Regions from separate parts of the Ovis aries genome. Here region 2 is linked to region 1. Evidence: chromatin contacts called from public Hi-C data. All regions are on one chromosome and are shown on one strand. Each heading gives the region's core, a stretch centred on a gene start, on an enhancer-like site or on the middle of the called end of the contact. The rest is flanking DNA. Distances are from core to core; before and after follow the strand shown.

Evidence for each region. A called contact is a pair of places that touch in the nucleus more often than the background predicts.
Region 2: a contact with region 1 is called in a Hi-C map of liver, with 3 times the contacts expected there. The contact joins the promoter of UBE2R2 here to the enhancer-like site in region 1. A contact is called at or near these places in 3 of 16 Hi-C or Micro-C datasets (hypothalamus, liver and muscle).

Annotation. Positions count from the first base shown.
Region 1 is chr2:37,581,542-37,586,527 of ARS-UI_Ramb_v3.0, forward strand. It overlaps UBAP2 (ubiquitin associated protein 2), which reads left to right. Exons shown (of 28, transcript XM_060409145.1): 21 at 89-136; 22 at 2,447-2,525; 23 at 2,745-2,950; 24 at 3,213-3,312; 25 at 3,396-3,503; 26 at 3,659-3,726; 27 at 3,809-4,000; 28 at 4,099-4,986. The coding sequence ends at 4,194. Among named protein-coding and RNA genes, the nearest start is that of UBE2R2, 110 kb to the right of the region's middle. Within about 2 kb of position 2,335, at least 17 of the 54 cell types and tissues checked have an H3K27ac peak or open chromatin away from gene starts, as enhancers often do. A contact at or near this core is called in hypothalamus and liver, where this site is marked.
Region 2 is chr2:37,686,568-37,691,553 of ARS-UI_Ramb_v3.0, forward strand. UBE2R2 (ubiquitin conjugating enzyme E2 R2) reads right to left here and starts at 2,505. Exons shown (of 4, transcript XM_042243095.2): 1 at 1,735-2,505. The coding sequence starts at 1,911.

The DNA of each region.
Region 1 (4,986 bases), core at 1,085-3,584:
TCCTGCATGTGTCCTCCACCTCCAGCCTTGTTTTTGGCCCCATATGGGGTGGCCTGTGGCCTCTTACAGCTTTTGTGTCCCCAAGCAGATTTACGGCTATGACGAGCTCCAGATGCTGCAGTCACGGCTGCCAATGGTGAGTGGGGTTTGGGGGAGGCTGGGGGCTTCAGGCTCTGAGTCTCACGTACCCTACCTGCTGGCTGGCCCTCGGGACACGTCCCGCCTGAGGACTCCCTCAGCACCGCAGCTGGGAAAGCTGCTGTGATGGTGGTGCCTGGAGCAGCTATAGTCTGGGCACCTTGAAGTTCTTTGGGACCTGGGCCCCAGTAGGCAGTGCCTCTAGCAAATGTGGGTCCTTCTCTCCCCTTAAGCCTCCCCCCATTAAAAACAAAACAACCGACCAGGATATGGGGTTACTTGCCTGTCCCTAGGCTTTTTATAAAGTCCTGTCCTTCAGAGTGCCATCTAGTGTCTAGCTTCTGCAGTGGCCATCGGTGATGGCAGTGTCATTCTTTGGAGTGAGTGGCTGGAGCAAAGGGCCCTTCCAGGTGTAGCCTGCCATCTGTTTGTAAGATTGCTGGCCCTGGGTTCTCTCTGATTGCTGCAGCCTCACTCTGAGGTCAGTGTTGCCTGTCTGTCTCGGCCCTTGCTCCCAGGATGAGGCACTCTGGGATGTGGCCGCATGAACAGGATGCAGTGCAGGAGCGGGACATGAGGAGGCATGCGCCCTGTCTGGACAGCCTGCAGGCTCCTGTCCTGCCGCCCCCTTCTTGGTCTGCTGCTGAGCAGACTCCTGCTCATTCTCAGCGGTCTGGGCATCTGTCACGTTGTCAGGGAGTAATGCTATCTGGACACTGATGTCAGCTCTGTTGGGCACGGGCTTTCCTTTTCCCCAAGTGAAGGTGAGGTGTCCTTTGTCAGACTGAAGACTGGAGTGGAGTGCCCCCTGCCCCCCAACCCCGACACTCTGTGCAGGGTGAGGTGGCCTCCACAAGTAGTGTTGCCTGCTCTGGGCTGACCGCAGAGAGCTTAGGGAGCTGTGGGCACCGGGCCCAGTGGCTGAAGCTTGTTTCTCTTGGGAGACTCTTTCATCTGCTGGAGTATTTCCTGAGGCTTGGAGCTGGGCTGCTCTTCCCCAGTGTGCAAACCAGCAGCCACTGCAAACCCATGCTACTGCCTGAGGGCCTGTGGGGCTTTCTGCCCACATCCCCAGAGGGCCCAGAAAGGTATTGAGGACGTCCTGGCAGATTTCTATGGTGTAAAACAGAACTTGGGGTTTCTGGGGATGCCTTAAGCCCTAGGGCTTCGCAGGGAAATCAGGAAACGCGGCCCAGGTCCTCCTGACACTCAGGAAACCTCGCAGCCCCAGGGCCTCAGGGATGGAACGTGGGAGCTGGTTCTGAAAGACGAGTCTGTGTGGCGCTGGGTCAGGCCACTCAGAGTGGCTTGGTGGGATTCCAGGCCCGGGAGTCGTCCTGCTTCATACTCCGTTCATCTTTTTGTGCCTTAGAAGAAATCGCTTGTAAGCCTGCCTTTCGAGGTAGAGATTTCTCTTTCCCCTTGGTCGTTTCCTAGGCTCTGGTGTGTTTTTGCTCGTTTCCATCTTCGGGTTTTCTTCTGTGAAAGAGCACCGCCTCCTGGGTTTCCTGCAGGCCTGTCCCCACTTGAACCGTACCAGCTGTGCTTTCCTAGCACCCCCTCCTCTCAGCCATTTTATGTCACAGGTGGATGCTGCTGAGGGTCATGGGCCAAATGAATTCAGTGCCTTCTCCAGTGAGAGGGACTCTAATGGACAGCTAGGAAAGTTACCTGGACAAGTAGAAACCTGAGGGGGGGAGGAGGAGCCTCAAGGGTTTAACAGGTCAGGGCAGCAATTACAGGCAGGCACACGTCAGTCCTGAGCTAGGAGAGACCAGCCCTCTATCCTAACAGCCCGGACACTGCACAAGAGCTCGAAGTGTGTGCGCAGAGGTGAAACACAGTGAAGCCCTGTGGAGGAGGGGAGGCCCGCCCTGACCCTTAACACCCAGGGCTTTGCCAGTCCTCGACATTCTGCACCTGGGGCCTCTGAGCTGAGGGAAAGCCCTCCTGCTTTCCTCATAGGCAGCAGTGTCCCGGAAAAGCACCCACACCCTCCTCTGGATCCACTGGCTTTATTGCCAGGAAATCTCCAAGGAAATCCACAGCATCTTCAGCCCAGGATCATATTGTGTGATTGGGATCCAGTGGCTCTGCCGGGGAAGGCTGAGGGACTGGTCAGTGAGTCTGCGTGCTGCGTGGCTACCACAACTCTAAAGGGCACCATTTGTTTTTATTTCCCGAGTGCTGCCCTCTGGTGGTCCAGTCAGGAACGTGGCCTTCCCTGGAGCACCCAGCTGCCTGCCGGGCCCTCAGTCCTAGGAACGGGTGAGGCCATTCCGCTGACCGAGCCTCTGGTCTCTCCTAGGATTACTATGGGATCCCTTTCGCTACACCCCCAGCCCTCGCCAGTCGAGATGGGAGCCTCACTAATAACCCGTATTCAGGTTAGTCGTCTTCAGGGGGTTAGGAGTAGGGGCTGCTCAAAGGGCTGGCCCGTGGCCCATCCCAGGAGCCTGGAAACAAATGGAAGGGCTGCAGAGACCTGCCAGCTTCCTGTTGTTGAGCCAGCAGCCAGCCCTGTTCCTATTTGCAGGGGCCTGTCTGACTTTTTCCTCCTGCTGGGATGAGGGGTGGGGACTGCATCAGTGCCCCTGTTCCCCTAGGTGATGTCACCAAGTTTGGCCGAGGTGACTCTGCGTCCCCTGCACCCCCCACCACCCTGGCTCAGCCACAGCAGAGCCAGTCCCAGGCCCACCACACAGCTCAGCAGCCCTTTCTGAGTCCCGCCCTGCCGCCTGGCTACAGCTACACTGGCCTCCCCTACTACACAGGCGTGCCCAGTGCCTTCCAGTATGGGCCCACCATGTTTGTGAGTATCGGTGGGGGTGTTCCTCCAGCTCCAGGGAGCAGAAGCAGGGAGGGGGGACAGGTCCCCACTTGGGCTCACCTGGCCTTGAAGAATGGGTCAAGGCTGGGGTTCCTGTTTCATCTACTTGGAGACCTAGCGGGTGTGGCACTAGTAATGACACGTTCCTGGTGGTTGTGCCACCTGCTGCCCGAGGCTGAGCTGGGCGACCTTCTCCCCTCACTCTGTTCTCCACTAATGCCTCTGCTGCTTTTCCCTCACCCAGGTCCCTCCGGCTTCAGCTAAGCAGCATGGTGTGAGCCTCAGCACCCCCAGCACCCCTTTCCAGCAGGCCAGTGGTTACGGCCAGCACAGCTACGGCACAGGTGAGGGGCGCTCCCAGCCCAGAGAGGCACGGGCAGGACTGGCTCACCAAGCTCACACACGCCTCTTGTCCCTGCCACGCTAGGTTATGACGACCTGACCCCCGGCACTGCAGCCGGAGACTACAGCAAGGGTGGCTATGGTGGATCATCACAGACACAGAACAAGGCTACAGGCTCTGGGCCTGGCAAAGGTAGCATCACTCCCTTCCATCCGGGACTGAGGCCCAAAGCAGTTGTCTCCCACCCTGACTCCTCAGGCGAGGCCACCCCAGAGGGCCTCTGGAGGTGGGGGAGACTGGAGCTGGGCCCTGCTGCCATGGGAACCACCCACCGCTTTTCCTTCCAGGAGTGTCGGCGACTTCGAGCACCTCTGGCCTTCCTGATATGACTGGGTCTGTCTACAACAAGACTCAGGTGAGCGGGGCCTGGCGCTGGAGGGCCAGGCTCGGGCAGGTGCCGCCTGGCCGGCCCTCACTGTTGTCTCTCTGCCCTGCAGACATTTGACAAGCAGGGATTTCATGCAGGGACTCCACCCCCATTCAGCTTGCCCTCAGCCTTGGGCTCTACCGGGCCCCTGGCCCCTGGAGCAGCGCCCGGGTACGCGCCCCCGCCGTTCCTGCACATCCTGCCCGCACACCAGCAGCCTCCCTCGCAGCTGCTGCACCACCACCTCCCGCAGGATGCTCAGGTGAGCTGTCGGAGGCAGCGGCTACCTGGCCCTGCGCACCCAGGTGGGGGTGATGGTGGTCCGCTGCAGCCTTGACCACCTTCTCTCCTCCTCCTCAGAGCGGCTCCGGTCAGCGCAACCAGCCTAGCTCACTGCAGCCCAAGTCACAAGCCTCCAAACCTGCCTACGGCAACTCTCCATACTGGACAAACTGAACCCCGAAGTGGGGCGGGCTTCCCCTGGGCAGGAGAAAACACATGGAGCCCATTTCTCTGGGAGCCCGGTGCCCTTTCCTAGAATTCCTGAGACATGTAACTGTGTCAGCCGAGTCTCTCTGGGGGAGCCTGCCTCCCAGACTTGCTATTGTATGTAATGTATTTATGTACGTATTTGTAAATGTGATACAAGTCTTAGGGGAGTGGGGAGCAGCTGCTACTCTCCCCACTGAAGCCCCTTCTTGCTGTAGCAAAAGCAGCGCCCCCTCCCCTCTGCCTCAGGCCTTCTCCATAGCCCCCTGCACGGGCAGTGTCTGGAGGGGCTGGCTTAGGGCAGTTCGGGTACTAGGGTCAGGCACCAATGAAGAATCACGATTTATCTCGCTCCCTTGTAAACCATTATTTGAGTTTTTGTCCCTGTGTAATTACTTTCTCCCTCACTTTTTGAGAAACTGGTCCTTTTGTCATTTGTCATGTTCCCCTCCCTCCAAATCTTGATCTGGGAATAGCAGAGATATACCCCCCACCCAACATGAAAGTGGCACCTATTTGTCTCCATAGAGAGCAGGGGCGTCTGGTCTTGTCCCCAGATTTGCCTTCCTCTGGCTGACCATTCTTAATTCTGAATTTGCGCTCAGATATTCAGCCAGTCAGCTCCCCCCTTTAAAAAAAAATCAGATATGCTTTCATTTTGGTGAGAGCACATCTTCAGCAAAGGCTCCTCTATTCCAGTTGTCCTGAACCAGGAGGGTGACTATTCTGGAGGTTTTCTCTTTTGCCCAAACTCCACCT
Region 2 (4,986 bases), core at 1,255-3,754, 110 kb after region 1:
TATGCCAAACTGAGAGGGTTCACCACACTCCATTCTCAATTACCTAAGCAAAACTATTACCATTTTAAACCCATTATTTCCTTTGTTTGTTGTTGTTTGTTTTTAATGCATTGCCTAGGAGTAAGATAATTCTAACTAGTAACCATTTATCCTGACAAGTGATTGTCCCAAATAATGATACTTTTTAGAAATTAAACTTCATTTCACTAAAATTAGCCAGTAGATTTTGCAAGTATTTTCCTCTGAAGAGTACAGTGTATGGTTGGTATATACAATATTCTAAATACTAAACGCATGCTTCTAATCAGCTATTAAGTGACTATCACAGACATGAATAGTAAACATTCCACAATCAATTCTTCACATTTATACAAAACAGACCCAATCTCAAGCCTGAAACTGAGGCTTCTACCTTTAGAAGAGTAGAAACTAAACTAACTGGGCAGTCCTTAAAAACACACGTAACTACATGACTAAGATACTCATTTAAAACTTATGCCAAGATAGCCCCTCCCTTCAAAACAAACTAAGACTGACTCACAGACCTATTTTACTTAATTTTGGAAATAAAAAAAATTAACTTAAAAGAATTCTTAAGTACTCATTTCCTCTCTGTCCCCCATCATTTAAAACTTCGACCTTCAATCTGTGATTTTCCCCTTAAAAAATGGTTAAATAAAAACAAAAACAAAAGACCCTCAATATTTCCAACTATCTATTTGGAAACTGAAAAAACTACTGGATTCAGGAATGATAAAAACCACTGTTCTAACATCTTGGAAAACAATAGAAAGTATAACTACGGTCGCTAAGGATCGGTCCTACTTTGTGAAACCATCCCACCGCAGATGTCACTCTTCACCTGTGAGACCACCCCCCTCTCCCCGTTTGCTAGAGTTAGCCATCTAAGCAAAAGGTTTCAATTTTGTCTCCCTGAAGTGGGAAATCATCAATCTCCCTATACAACATGTTCCGCCCTCAGTGGATATTTCTACACGGGAGGCCGGGGAAGGCGGGGGTGAGTGCAGTAAAGTTGGTGGCAGGGTGAGGACAAAGGGCATTTTGAAACAGCATTGAAGTAAATAGAAAATGAGGACAGAAAGAGGGCTAAATTCGAGTTCCCTCAAGTGGCTGATGGCAAGAAAACGCAGGCGCCCTTGTTTACCACCCCTAGGGTCCTATTCTCCATTACCACCCACTGGAATGCGAAGTTGGAACCACCACTATATGCAAGAAGCCCTCAAATCCCCAAAATGTCAGGTCAGTAGGCAGCCTCTGGAATGACAGGCCGATACCCCTCCCCCACCCTCCTACCCCACCCCCCCACCCCCAAAAAAAGGTCCAATCCCGTAAGTGCAGGTCACTCTGCCCTCTGGGGTAGTTCCAGCCGGCGCAGAGATGGTTCTGATGGGAGGCCGTGGGGGATCCCTTTCTTTCCGTACACCCTCGGCGGGGGAAACAAAACAAAGACCTCCCCCCTCCTCCTCCGGTAGCCACTACCCTAGCCACAGAGGCTTTCCTATTTCCCGGTGCAGGCTGGCCTCCCGCCCCCGCCCCCATGACAAAGAAAAGGCACCGGGTGAGCAAGCGAGGCCTTCCTGCCTCCACGGATGGGGGGAGGGGGCTGCAGAGGTGAGGAGCCCCCTCCGCTCCCCCGCGCTCCCACTCTCGGCCGGGAAAACAGCCGAAAACTGCGGCCTCCGCCCGGGGAAGCCTGAGCGGGGTTGCGGGTACCTTGAAGTAGCCGCCTTCGTAGAGCGTGTTAGGGGGTCCGAAGATGGCAACCTCCCAGTTGTAGAGGTCGGATTCATCCACCAGGGTGATCCGGAAGCCCTCCACCGGTTCCTCCTGCAGGGATTTCAGCTCGAGCATCAGGGCCTTCTGCGAACTGGTCATCTGCTGCTGGGCCATCGCGGCGGCGGCGGCGCCGGGCCGGGGCCCCAGTCCTCACGCACCAGCCGGGCCGGACCAGGCCCCTCCCCTCCGCTCTCCCTCTGCCGGGCCGCTCCGGGCCCCTGTCTTCACACACCCGGCGGCCCGGACCAGGCCCCACACGGCCCGTGGGCCGGCCCGGTTCCTCCTCACACACGACGCGGGCCGGGCCGGGCCCTTCTCCTCACACTCGGGCCGGGGTGGGGGGAGGGGTGGAGAGAGTTGAAATTCGCTCCGGGTCTCGGGCCTCCCCCCCCCGGAGGGGGCCTCAACTTGGTTGGCGGTGGGGGGGGGAGAAGAGGTGGAAGCGGAGGAAGGCGGCGAAAGGCCGGCGACGGTGAGGAGACCGGGCCGGGATGGCCCGGGAGCGCCGCGCTCGCTCGCTCTCTTGTTCTCCTCGGGGGCCGCCGGGGCCGAAGGGCGCGAGGGGCCGAAGGGCGGGGGAAGCGCGACACGCGGGGGTCTCGCGGCTGCGGCGGCGGCGGCGGCGGCGGCTGCGCGGGGGGAGGGGCGACGGCGGAGGAGGAGGAGGAGAAGAGCGAGAGCGCCTCGCGCCGCGGGAGCGACGAAGCTGAGAAGAAGAAGGGAGGGAGGAGGGGCGCGCGTCGGGAGGGAGGAGGGGCGCGCGTCGGGAGGGAGGGCGGCTCTTGGCCGAGAGCGGCTCTAGGCGGCGAGCGACGCGACGCGCGTGCGCGCGCCCCTCCCTCCCTCCTCTCCCTCCCCACCTCCTCTGCCCCTGCCGCCCTCCTCTCCCTCCTCCCCCTCCTACTCCTCCCACTTCCCCGCCTCCTCTCCACCACCCCGCCAGGTGGCGGCGCTTTGTGACGCCGGCGCGCGTCCCCCGCCCTTAAAGGGCCAAGCGGCAGTGGGGGGTGACGGTGAGGCCGGGGTTTGAGGGTGGCCCCTGGGGGTGCCCTTGTCCCCAAAATGATGGTTGTGCGGCTTGACGTTACGTTTCCAAAGGCGCGCCCCGGAAGGGACCTCTGTCCTAGAGCTGTCATCGCCCTCCTCCCCCTACTTGTACCCTCAGGCCTCCCGCAGTTGTCTTCCTAAGAGCCCTGATCCTCTACAGGCCTAACGTCCCCTCCCCACCCCGCCGTAACACACGGTCTGTCGTCCCAGCACTCAGTAGGTGCTTGACAAGGATGTGCTGACAGTGCGGGTTTTGTCGTTGGGAACAAGCGTCCTGACATTTCTACGGATCCAGTCCTCATGCCATTGTGTCTTTGGAGAGCAGCGTGTTGCCAACTTAGGGGGTTGAAGTGCAGTTTCCCATCCGAGAAATGGGGAAAGCAGATAGGTCAGTTTCTACTTCCCTTAACTACAAAGAGGAAGCTGTGGGAAATAAAAAGAGAAATAATCATACAGACTGAACCTGGGTTCTTGGCCCTTGCTGTGTGATTTGGGACAAATGCTGTGGCTATCCTCCATTTACCCATTTGTAAAATGAGGTACTTGGTTGAACTTTGACCCCCTGCAGATCTTAGACCTGGGGTTCTTTGAAAATAATCATGAGTGAAGTGAGATGTGGAAATTGTCTACAATCCCATAATTTAGGCCCTGTTTCTCTTTGGAAGGCCTGTCCTATGAAAACTGAACATTTTCTAGAAAAGGCAGGATACTGTGAGTTCCACACATTTAGAATTCTGGGATCAGAAACATCCCTGGTTCCAATCCTGGCTCCACCATTTATATTATATTACCACTTCCTTTTCATCAGCTTCTGTAAAAGAGGTTAATTATGCCTAACATATAAACAATTATAAAAATTAAATCATCCATGTACAGAGTTTAGCACAATGACCAGCATATGGTAAACACTCCATAAATAGGAACTTTAAGAAAAAATGGGAGGGGGATTCAGGGTTGGGAACTCATGTACACCTGTGGTGGATTCATGTCAATGTATGGCGAAACCAATACAGTATTGTAAAGTAAAAAAATAAAATTAAAATTTAAAAAATTAAAAAAATTTTAAGGCATAGTTATATTCTGGTTACCACCCCCTCCATTTTTTAATAGACTTAAAAAAAAAAAAAGCAGAGAAAATAGTACAGATAATTTCCATATACTTGGCATCCAATTTCCCCTTATTAACATCTCACATTAGTGTAGTACATTTATTACAATTAATGAACCAATGTTGATATATTATTAACTAAAATTTTAGTTACTCACATTTCCTTAGATTTTACCTAATGTCCCTATTCTCTTCCAGGATCCCATCCTAGATACTATTTTTTTTTTCCTATATTTAGTTTTCATATTTTATTAAGGCTCCTCTTAACTATGAAAATTTCTCAGACTTTCCTTGTTTTTGATGACTTTGGAAGTTTTGAACAGTACTGGTCAAGTATACTTTAGAATATCCCTCAGGTAGAATTTGTGATGTTTTTCTCATGATTAAACTGGAGTTTGGGCTTCCCAGGTGGCTCAGTGGTAAAGAATCCTAATCTGCCTGTGAATGCATTGAACCAGATGCTGGTTCAATCCTCGGGTCAGGAAGATCACCTGGAGGAGGAAATGGCAGCCTACCCCAATATTCTTGCCTAGAAAATTCTGTAGACAGAGGAGCTTAGCTGGCTACAGTCTGTGGGATGGCAAAGAGTCTGACATGACTGAGCAACTGAGCATGCCCACAGGGGAAGAGATCCCAGGAGAAAAATATTTTCATCACATCATATCAAGAGCACATAATATCAACAATGCTGTACTGATATGCTGATATTGACCTCAATCACCTGGCTGACCTAGTGTGTCAGGTTTCTCCACTGTCAGTTCAGTTCAGTCGCTCAGTCGTGTCCGACTCTTTGTGACCCCATGAATTGCAGCACACCAGGCCTCCCTGTCCATCACCATCTCTCGGAGTTCACTCAGACTCACGTCCATCGAGTCCGTGATGCCATCCAGCCATCTCATCCTCGGTCATCCCCTTCTCCTCCCGCCCCCAATCTCTCCCAGCATCAGAGTGCCTTCCAATGAGTCAACTCTTCGCATGAGGTGTCCAAAGTACTGGAGCTTCAGCTTCAGAATCATTCCTTCCAAAGAAATCCC